Linked DNA regions of Gasterosteus aculeatus: region 2 is linked to region 1. A link is a contact called in public Hi-C data. All regions are on one chromosome and are shown on one strand. The core of a region is the stretch at or near the end of the contact, and the rest is flanking DNA. Distances in the headings are between cores, read along the strand shown. Region 1 overlaps kifap3a (kinesin-associated protein 3a). Region 2 holds the start of gorab (golgin, rab6-interacting).

What was found. Hi-C and Micro-C count contacts between places; a contact is called where the count stands out from the background.
Region 2: a Hi-C map of skeletal muscle shows a contact between it and region 1, with 2.9 times the contacts expected there. The contact joins the promoter of gorab here to the enhancer-like site in region 1. A contact is called at or near these places in 2 of 6 Hi-C or Micro-C datasets (skeletal muscle and whole body).

The regions. Positions count from the first base shown.
Region 1 is chr8:6,644,714-6,649,094 of fGasAcu3.hap1.1, reverse strand. It overlaps kifap3a (kinesin-associated protein 3a), which reads left to right. Exons shown (of 20, transcript XM_078107905.1): 20 at 2,823-4,242. The coding sequence ends at 2,922. It overlaps niban1a (niban apoptosis regulator 1a), which reads right to left. Exons shown (of 14, transcript XM_040183583.2): 14 at 4,278-4,381. Among protein-coding and RNA genes, the nearest start is that of ntmt2, 22 kb to the left of the region's middle. Within about 2 kb of position 1,369, at least 1 of the 9 cell types and tissues checked has open chromatin away from gene starts, as enhancers often do.
Region 2 is chr8:6,700,963-6,705,295 of fGasAcu3.hap1.1, reverse strand. gorab (golgin, rab6-interacting) reads right to left here and starts at 2,878. Exons shown (of 5, transcript XM_040185050.2): 1 at 2,623-2,878; 2 at 2,171-2,486; 3 at 1,385-1,486; 4 at 1,134-1,274. The coding sequence starts at 2,677.

The DNA.
Region 1 (4,381 bases), core at 120-2,619:
CGAGGCCTGGTTACTTACCCGCGTGTTGGTTAGCAGTAACCTGAGCAGTGGCAGCAGGGTGAGATCAAAGCGGGGGCCTTGCAGTAGACAGACATAGTGGTGTGTGGGGGGGGGGGGGGGTTCGGGACGTGGGGTGGAGGTCACGCCAAAGGAGGAAAAAGGCCTGATTCCCTTTTCCTGTTCGCCACCAAGGAATGTCCTCTGCGGGATGGGACGTGTCCCCGCCGACTCCTGCAGCCGCTCCTCTGGGGCCAAACTGGCATTTGTGGAAACACCGGGGCCCCTTTGTCTCAGCGACCCCCAACCGCCCGCCTCATTTGGCCGACGTGTCTCGACACACACTGACACACGTGAAGTGAATTGCGGGGGACAGACAGGTTGATTTGCATGTATCATAATGAGGAATATCAGCAGCTGTGTCGGCCGTCATTCATGGCGTCCAGAACCACAGGGCTCGAAAAAGAAAATCAAAGCGTGATTAAAAAGCATCACTTACCCGGTGGGATGAATTACATTTCCTCAGTCACAGTGTTTTTGAACTTCTGCCTGCGACGGGAGCTTTTCCGTTGACGCCGGAGTACGATTTGACTCCAGATCGACATTAGAGCCAGTGGGTCTGTAGAAAAAGTTACACCATATTTAATGGTTCAGTTTTCATAGTATTATTTCATGGTTCTCCTTCGGAGTGCCGCTCAGGTCAAAATGGCAGTTTCTGGTTTCATCACTAATCTTGAAACAATCTAGTCAATCATTAGCGCTTGTAACTGCTAGCTTCAACTTCTTCACAATCTCCGAAATTAAATGTTAATCTACATTTTGCAAAGGAAAACACAACATTTTATTACACATCCCTGTAATTTATTGGCAGTCTTGAGTCAATGTTTGCATTTGAAGTTGAATCAGACAGTTGATGATTTGTCAGCTGTCTGTCAAACCCCCTTTTAAGGGTCTCTAGATAGATCTGACAGAAGTGTGAAGAACAAACTTAAATTGCACATAAATATGTTCAGTAGGCCTTTCTTTAATCTGCCTGAAATATTAAACTAAGACAATCTAGTCGCAATGTGTTTCACCTGGTTGGAACCTGCACACTCAGCATGGCACAAGAGATATTAAGAAGTCGGTTTGGCCATAAATACCCAAATCTTCTAATTGAATTCTATGTATAAAATGAATTTAATAGCCTTCACGGTTTAGGTTAAAAACTTTTAAACCTTTTCTGATCAGCCCATAATCTAAATGCTCACAGTTACTATTCTGTGAACCATCAAAGCTTTCCAGTCTGAACTTCAGGATACGAGTCGTGAGCAGCCAGCCAGCCAGTCAGCCATAGAAACAGGCAGACGTGCAGGCGGGCGGGCGGATGCTGTGACTCAGAGCTCCACTGTTCCTCCGGCCTCTTTTAGCCGCGCGCTCAAATCCCCCCTGACAGCCGTAGCGTGCGGAGAGGAAAAAGACATATTTCTGCCCAGAGAGATGGTGGTTGGAGGAGGGGGGTGGGAGGGGGAGTAAGGGGCAGCAGGGGGCGAAGTTAAAATGGAGAGGAGGTGGAGGAGGGGGTGGTGGATATGCTGCAAGCTGTGTAACTGATCGCTGGAAGTGATTTGGCTAAAAACAACACGTCATTATAGGCGCTTGCAGGGGCAAAGCAAACCGCTCGTATTTTAGACAGGCGAGGGAGGAGCGGCGAGGAGAGGGAGAGACGGGGGGGGGGACGTGGTTGTCGTCCGTCGGGGCCCCGGTTTCGCCCATCCACCGCCGCATCCTGCCGAGGTGGCAAGGGGGCCGTTGCAGTTGACCCCGAGCCCCGCCGCCGCCACCAGACACAAACCCAAAAGTCAGAAGATGTCAGAAGATGGGGCGTCAAACTGGACCCCCGCCCTCCGCATCGCCGCGGTAACCCATTTGCACGGTGCAGATACGGTGCCTTTTATCACCCCCCTCTACAGGCCTCCCGTTGCCAGGCACAGGGCGGCCAGGTCCTCCAGGTTTGGCCGTCAGCCTTCGGCCTCCGTCACGCCGCCGTGTTTTGACATCTTTCCGGGTTGTTTTGGGTTTTTACGGCTTGGCTGCTCCGCTGTTTACCCCTCCGGCCATTAGCTGCCTGTAACTCACACACTCGTTGGGTGGACGTCCAGCACCTGCACCAGGCAGATGAATACTACATTAACTTTTGTGAGGTTTTTCTTTTTCTTCACCATGACTGATGGGTCCAGCCCCGGGGAAGTGTGGGGGGAGGCTCCACAGGGATGTCCGGTGTCAGAGCTCCACCTGGTGGTGGTGCAGGTGCTTTCTACGCTCCCGTTCAGGAGCACGAGTGACCTGGTTGGAGTCTCTGAACCTCGCAGTTGACGTTCCTGTTCTGGAGGGGGCTTTTTTTCATGTTGAAACAGGCACAGGCAAACTGTGAGCTCACTATTGTAGAAAATACACACAAAAAAACAAATAATTGAAATACAAATTTGAGGGATATTTAAGTAAGTGAAACTACTCAATTATGTCACAAAATTCCCAGTTGCTTTCTGCGTTTAAATTGACTTGCTATCTTGGCCGTTGGTGCTCACTTCTCGAAAGGATCAGTGCTGCATCATGTTCTTTGATCAGCTGACAGCCTCTGACCTCCACCGAATGGTCCCACCAACGGAGACGTGGAAGCAGGCCGCGCTTTGAACCCTTTCCTGCTTGTGTCCAACTTCGCTGCTGCTGCTTTTCGTCGTCACAATTGTCTCCGTTTCAGTCATAACCATGTGAAAGACTTGTTTTATATTTTGAGGGGTCACGTATTGAATTGTATTCATTTATTCCTCCGCTTGTCCTTTCAGTCTGTCGGAGCAGTTCGCCCCGGTAGATCGACCGCTCAACGCCTACGGCTTCCGTCCCGGTGAGGAGTTTTTCTACGACTACAACACGGCCTCCCGGTGAACCTGGAGCCTCTCACACACAGCACCACTGCACCCAGTGTGCTCCACTACAGCTGCGTGTTGAGCGTGGAGGCGCAGCTTCAACTCGCCTCTTCCCTGCACGCATCGCTTAGCAAGTCGTCACCGTGAAAGAATTATCCTCACAACCGTCGGTCACATGTGTCATGTTATATTATATAAACAGAATGCACTTAAAACAAAAACATATGAAGGTTGGTTTGGAGTTTTGAACTTTTATTCACATTTTGTGAATATTTGAATATTTTAAGAACCCATGCTGTGAACGGAAGCTTAATTTGTGTGTTTTGTGATTAACTGTATGACACTGTTTTGTCACTAAGATGTCAATTTAACACTGAAGTGCGTTTTTCTGGTTTTACCGTCAGGTTTGACACAACCGAATGTTTCTTTTGTGAATATAACCCGTGTAATGTGAGCGTTCATAAACCCAACATCAGGCAAAAAGAAAATACATGGAAAGATATCAGACAGAATTAAATGCATTTTCGGGAAATATTTTCAGTAGCAGATTAATCCACATGTTTTTCTCGGAGTACTTGTGGCATCACAATGTTTCACGTGTGATTCAGTCAAATAAACTAGTGTGTATTCATCGTGGTGAAGGAGCGTTTAACAGAGTACAACATCGTGACTCATTGATGTGTTTATAATGGAGCTCTATTGCTCAGGGGAGGAAAACACACACACGTTATGCATTCAAAATAGTTAAATAACGTTGTACTTGCAGTTTCATATTTTTGTTGATTTCCAAAGGAGATTGCTGAAGATCACTGTAATTTGGTTCATATTATAGGGAAAATGACGCTTACTCATAAATCCACAAACCTTTAACTCCACATCACATAAACCTGAATAATCTATAATTAGTATCAAATTACGTGGCTATTTCCAAAAAACAAAGCATCATACAATAAAAAGCACTGTTTCACTAGAAGCTGGATTGATATAATTTATTAATTTCTCTGAATATAACTTAAGAAATCTAATAGCCTCCATTGTCTTAAAAATGCCGAGATGTTAAATCATTCATTTGTACTCATCTTATCCTTGATGTGCCTGTAGCGCTGCTTGCTCTCTGAAATATATGCTGCACTAAATCAAATACATGTAAGGCTCATTGTAGTCAAACTGCATTTATGATTTAATACGTCACAGATGTAAGATTATTTAGAGTTTTTTTATTATTCTCAGCGCTGTTTATCTGGGATTGTGGACAAAAAAAATTGAATGATCCAAACCTCATGTTGTATTTGTTTTTCTGGGCAATAAATTTGTTTGTGTTGTTTTCCAAACATCAAAACCAGAGAGTTCGGGCAGAAATAGTTTGAGGCCATGTTTATTTTTGTAGACTTATATTTTATTTAATATTTCCACACAATGTTTCCGTTAACATTCATCCCGTTGACAGTAAATGGTCAAGTGTCTCTCCTTGCACTCGC
Region 2 (4,333 bases), core at 1,629-4,128, 55 kb before region 1:
ATTAGACCAGAACATCATGTGCTGTTTAGAAACATTGCGTTAACTAAACACATGATGTAAAACATTTCATCTCGGGGTGAGGGGGGTTACATGGTACCTCAGCAAAACCCCAAGAATTGATTACATCAACAGAATCATAACAGAATCCAGTGTAATGACCTCGTGAGGTCCACGTCCTTTTATTCAAACATCTGTAATGAACTGTGTTCATGACATGGAGCTGATCCCTAAACACAAGCGGCTGCGTGGGGAATTCACAGCTTCGAGGTCAAACACATCTTTCTGGATTAATGTTGAAAAACCCACATCACAAAACTATTCACTGTCTTTATACCTTCTGTAGCTGTCAAATACACCCAACTACAAAATGTCCATCTTATATTCGACTTTTAGTTGTAACCCTGCGTATGTTGAAGCAAAGTGTAGAACTGGACTTTCTGCAGAAAACTGGTTTGAAGTCTTAGAGGAAACATGTAGATTTCAAGTATTGGAGGGAGGAGGGGGGGGGGGGGGGGGGGCAGGTTTACTTGAATACTAGTAACAAGCTGCAGGGGGCACCAGTTACACTGGACGTACACTTCCTTACCTGGTCACCTTGTTTTGTCACAAACAAAAGGCTTGCAGTGCCGTTTAATGATGTCGTGGTTATTTCAAATACAAAAATGAGGTCATAAAATCCCGAAAGCTTAGTTGCCGTTCATTAACGTGCATATTATTGTCGCTGATGTCACATTAATCACGCACGTCTTCGAGAAAGACAATCTGCCCCAAAACGTCAGGTATCATCACATATTGACATTAACTCCATTAGCGGGGCCGTGGATTCCTCCAGCAAAGTGTGTTAGTTTGATTAGAAGATGTAGAGCTGCCTGGTTATTACAAAGTAACACATCAGAACTTTTCTCCCACCTGCTGCAGTGAGGACTTATATGGGGTAGACAGGTGTTCAGGATTTAAATGACTGAATTCCTTAATTATTTACAGGCACAAAATGTTTTTTGTTGTTCATTTTTTTCCTAATTTAAAAAAGAAAATACTCCTAAAAAGATTACATGGCTAATGGAAGTGAATACTCCACGTATATTTTGGTCTATGTGCAGCCGTGTACACTTTGATTTGTGTCGCCTCTCTACCTGGCAGCAGAGTAGTCCCAGCTGGCTTGTTCGATCTTCACTCTCAGGATGCCGATATCATTGGACACCATGTCATCGAGGGCCTGGAGCTCCTTCTGGATCCTCTTCAGCTTCACGGCCTCCGCCTGAGTCTGTTTGGACCTGTGGACAAGAACAAACCCTTGAGGCAAATTTTATCCCTCAGCACCGGTATCGGTTTTACTTTCACAACATCACGTTGCTCACTACAGCTCCAAGACAGCCACGCTTACTTCTCTGCGATCGTCTTGGTGAGCAGAGCCTTTTTGCGTTTATTCCTCTCTTCCATTGTCTTTTGCTCCTGCTGAAGTTGCTCCAGGCGCGTCTTTTCCCGTCTGCGGTCAAACACAAAGACAATTTAACAGACAATGATGCTTGGAAAAATCCACGCTATGGAAAGAGTTTCGGGTCTAATGCTGGAGATTCATTAAAAATAAATATGTACTTTCAAAAGCAGGTGGACCAAAATAAAAAAATATGACGAATAACATTCACCATGTGAAGACAAGATGTAATATGATACTATATTATACAGTATACCATACGATATTGATAAATCTGTGACGCACAACATTCTTATATAATAATAAATGGATTATAAAAGATCCAAGCATCAGTATCATCTTAACCGTGCGTTAGTAATAATAGTGACTTATATTTAGTTAAATCCCTACTTTGGTGTTGGCTCATCACTCATGTGATTGCTGATTAAATTGGGTAACATCCCATCCTATTTCTCTCCCACCTGTCACCTTCGTTGGTCACGGCTGAGGGACGATGACTTTATTTTTATTGTTTGCACAGGCAACAACATGAAACCAAATCGCATATTTACAGACCCTACGTTCCCAAATGGGTCAAAAGCTGAACATCGAAGCGGCGCAATGACAGAGAGGAAGAGAAGAGCTCGAATAAAGACACAACACAGGTCACAGCCCTTAACAACAGTGGTGACAACGCACAGCAGACATGCGTTACAGACAATGAAATCGCAGAAATAGAAAAAAAGATATACTAACAGTGCCACCTCTGGTATCTCCAGCTCTTTGACGCCCGCGCTCTCCTCCGCCGGAGCAGGCCTTACGTCGGTGGGTGTGTGTCGGTCAGCCGCTGCTGGAGGGGCGGTGGGCTGAAGCTCGGAATCGTCCTTCGCTGGCGGCGGCGGCGGCGGGGGTTTGGCGAGCTGCTGCTCCGGTGGGAGGCAAAGAGAGGCGGCGCCGGCGTTTCTTTGAGCGGCCACCTGAAGGGCCCTCTCCCGCTGTAACTGCTGCCGACTCCGGTTGGCTGGAACCGGTTTCCGCCCGCGGGCTGCTGCTGCTGCGGGCATTGCTGAGCCTGATAATGCATGCGGTAAAACGCTTTATACAGAATATTTGTCAGACTTAACGTTAAGTTTGTTCAAAAATAAGTCTACAACTGGGGCAGAGAGACGTGAACCTGCCCGGTTAGCATTGGCAGGATGAGAAGTTACCTTGCTGCTGCATCTTCCGAAGTTCCTCCTCAGAAAAACCGGCCCAGCCGCTCATTTTTCGAGCCTCACAACCACACGGCGTCAAAAAAACAGCAGTAATTATGCATATATAAAATGTATGGTCCTATTGACTTAAGATAATCATTCTAAACTACTAAATATGATAAACTCTATGAAGCTCCAACCAACCGTCGCCATTTTTGTTTATTGATGCCACGTCAAGGACCCCTAAAAGCCCACTGAAGTTGTCCCAGATATTGCCTGAATAAAAATCCCACTGCACGCGAACGGGACATATAAATAAATACACATTTAATCTCTGAAAATTGTAGTTAGTTTATAGCGAATTTTCATTAATGAAATTATTGATGCATCTTATTTGCAAAAATGTAGAATGCAGAAGGCATTTCATTAGCGTACCTCATACCAGCGCAACAAAACTATTAAATAAATTAATAAATACAAATGGGAGTGAACAACTATCAAGTTGCTATGACATAGTCAAATATTATTATGTTTCATTGTGGATATATATTCATCTTTTATAAACCTAAATTTTCCTAAAACCTAAACTCAAAAGAATTTGCTTCTTTCCCATCAAAACAGCTTTAATGACTAATTGAAATGTTTCAAAATGTCTATGAGAGAGTCCTAAAACACTTGATGATTTTACAGTGGGACAGAACTGAACCGTCACAGACTGCATAGGGACCAAGCATGTTAAAGGGGTGAAAGGTTAACTAAAGAACTGTTTCATGTGAAAGCAGCATGCGATTTAAGTGGTTGTACCGGAAAGTGGACTGTGGCCTATTTGATGTGCTCCCATTTGTGAACAGGCTTTTTACTAAAATACAAATTTATAGTTAATAACTAATAAATTAAGCTTTGACCCAGCAAACTCAGACTTACCGTACACCAAAAAGACAAGTTTATCTGGAGCACAGTTTTAACAGAGGAGGACGATTTACAATGTTTTTGTTGACTTAAATGTGTTGACTTGGTGTCAAAAAAAGGAAAATCTGGAGAGCAATATGCTTAGAATGAGGAAGAGGAGACACTATGTGCCTCGATTGATAACCGTTGTAATTTCTTGACACACGTTGATTGTATGTCAAGACCAGCGAAACAGCACAATTTCCCATTAAGGCTGTCAAAAAAGGTTCCTAAATACCGTGAATATTTTTGCCGTATCACCTCTGTTGTGTGAGCGCTACATGGTTTCCCACTGTGCTGTTGTCAGTTATAACATATCACTTGTCAAGGTTACAAGGGTGTCTACATTTTAAACCGATCCTTATTCCTGTCATGTTATGTGCTTTCCAAGTGAATATCATCTATAAATAGGCGATTGCGTGGTGACTCAGTTGTCTGGGTCGAGTCTATTGACAGAAAACGCGGCACGGGAAATCACTTATCGCTTCATTTAGCGCTGTCACACACGCTGACTTGATTCCGCTCTATATTTCATCATTGCGTCATTTTATAATTGAGTTCATGCAGACTCCTCCTCCCTTTCAATAATTGGTCAAGGTATAGACACAGCATGTGTCTCTTTGACCTTGGCAGCACTGAGGAGCCGGAGCGATGGAAAAACAATGACCTCTGCTTGACAACTAATAAAAACGGGCCCCCTCGTAGTTGTTTTGCATCTGGGGGCCAATTATGTGCAAGTTAAAAGGCGCAACACCTCAGGAGGGCATAAATCGCTGGC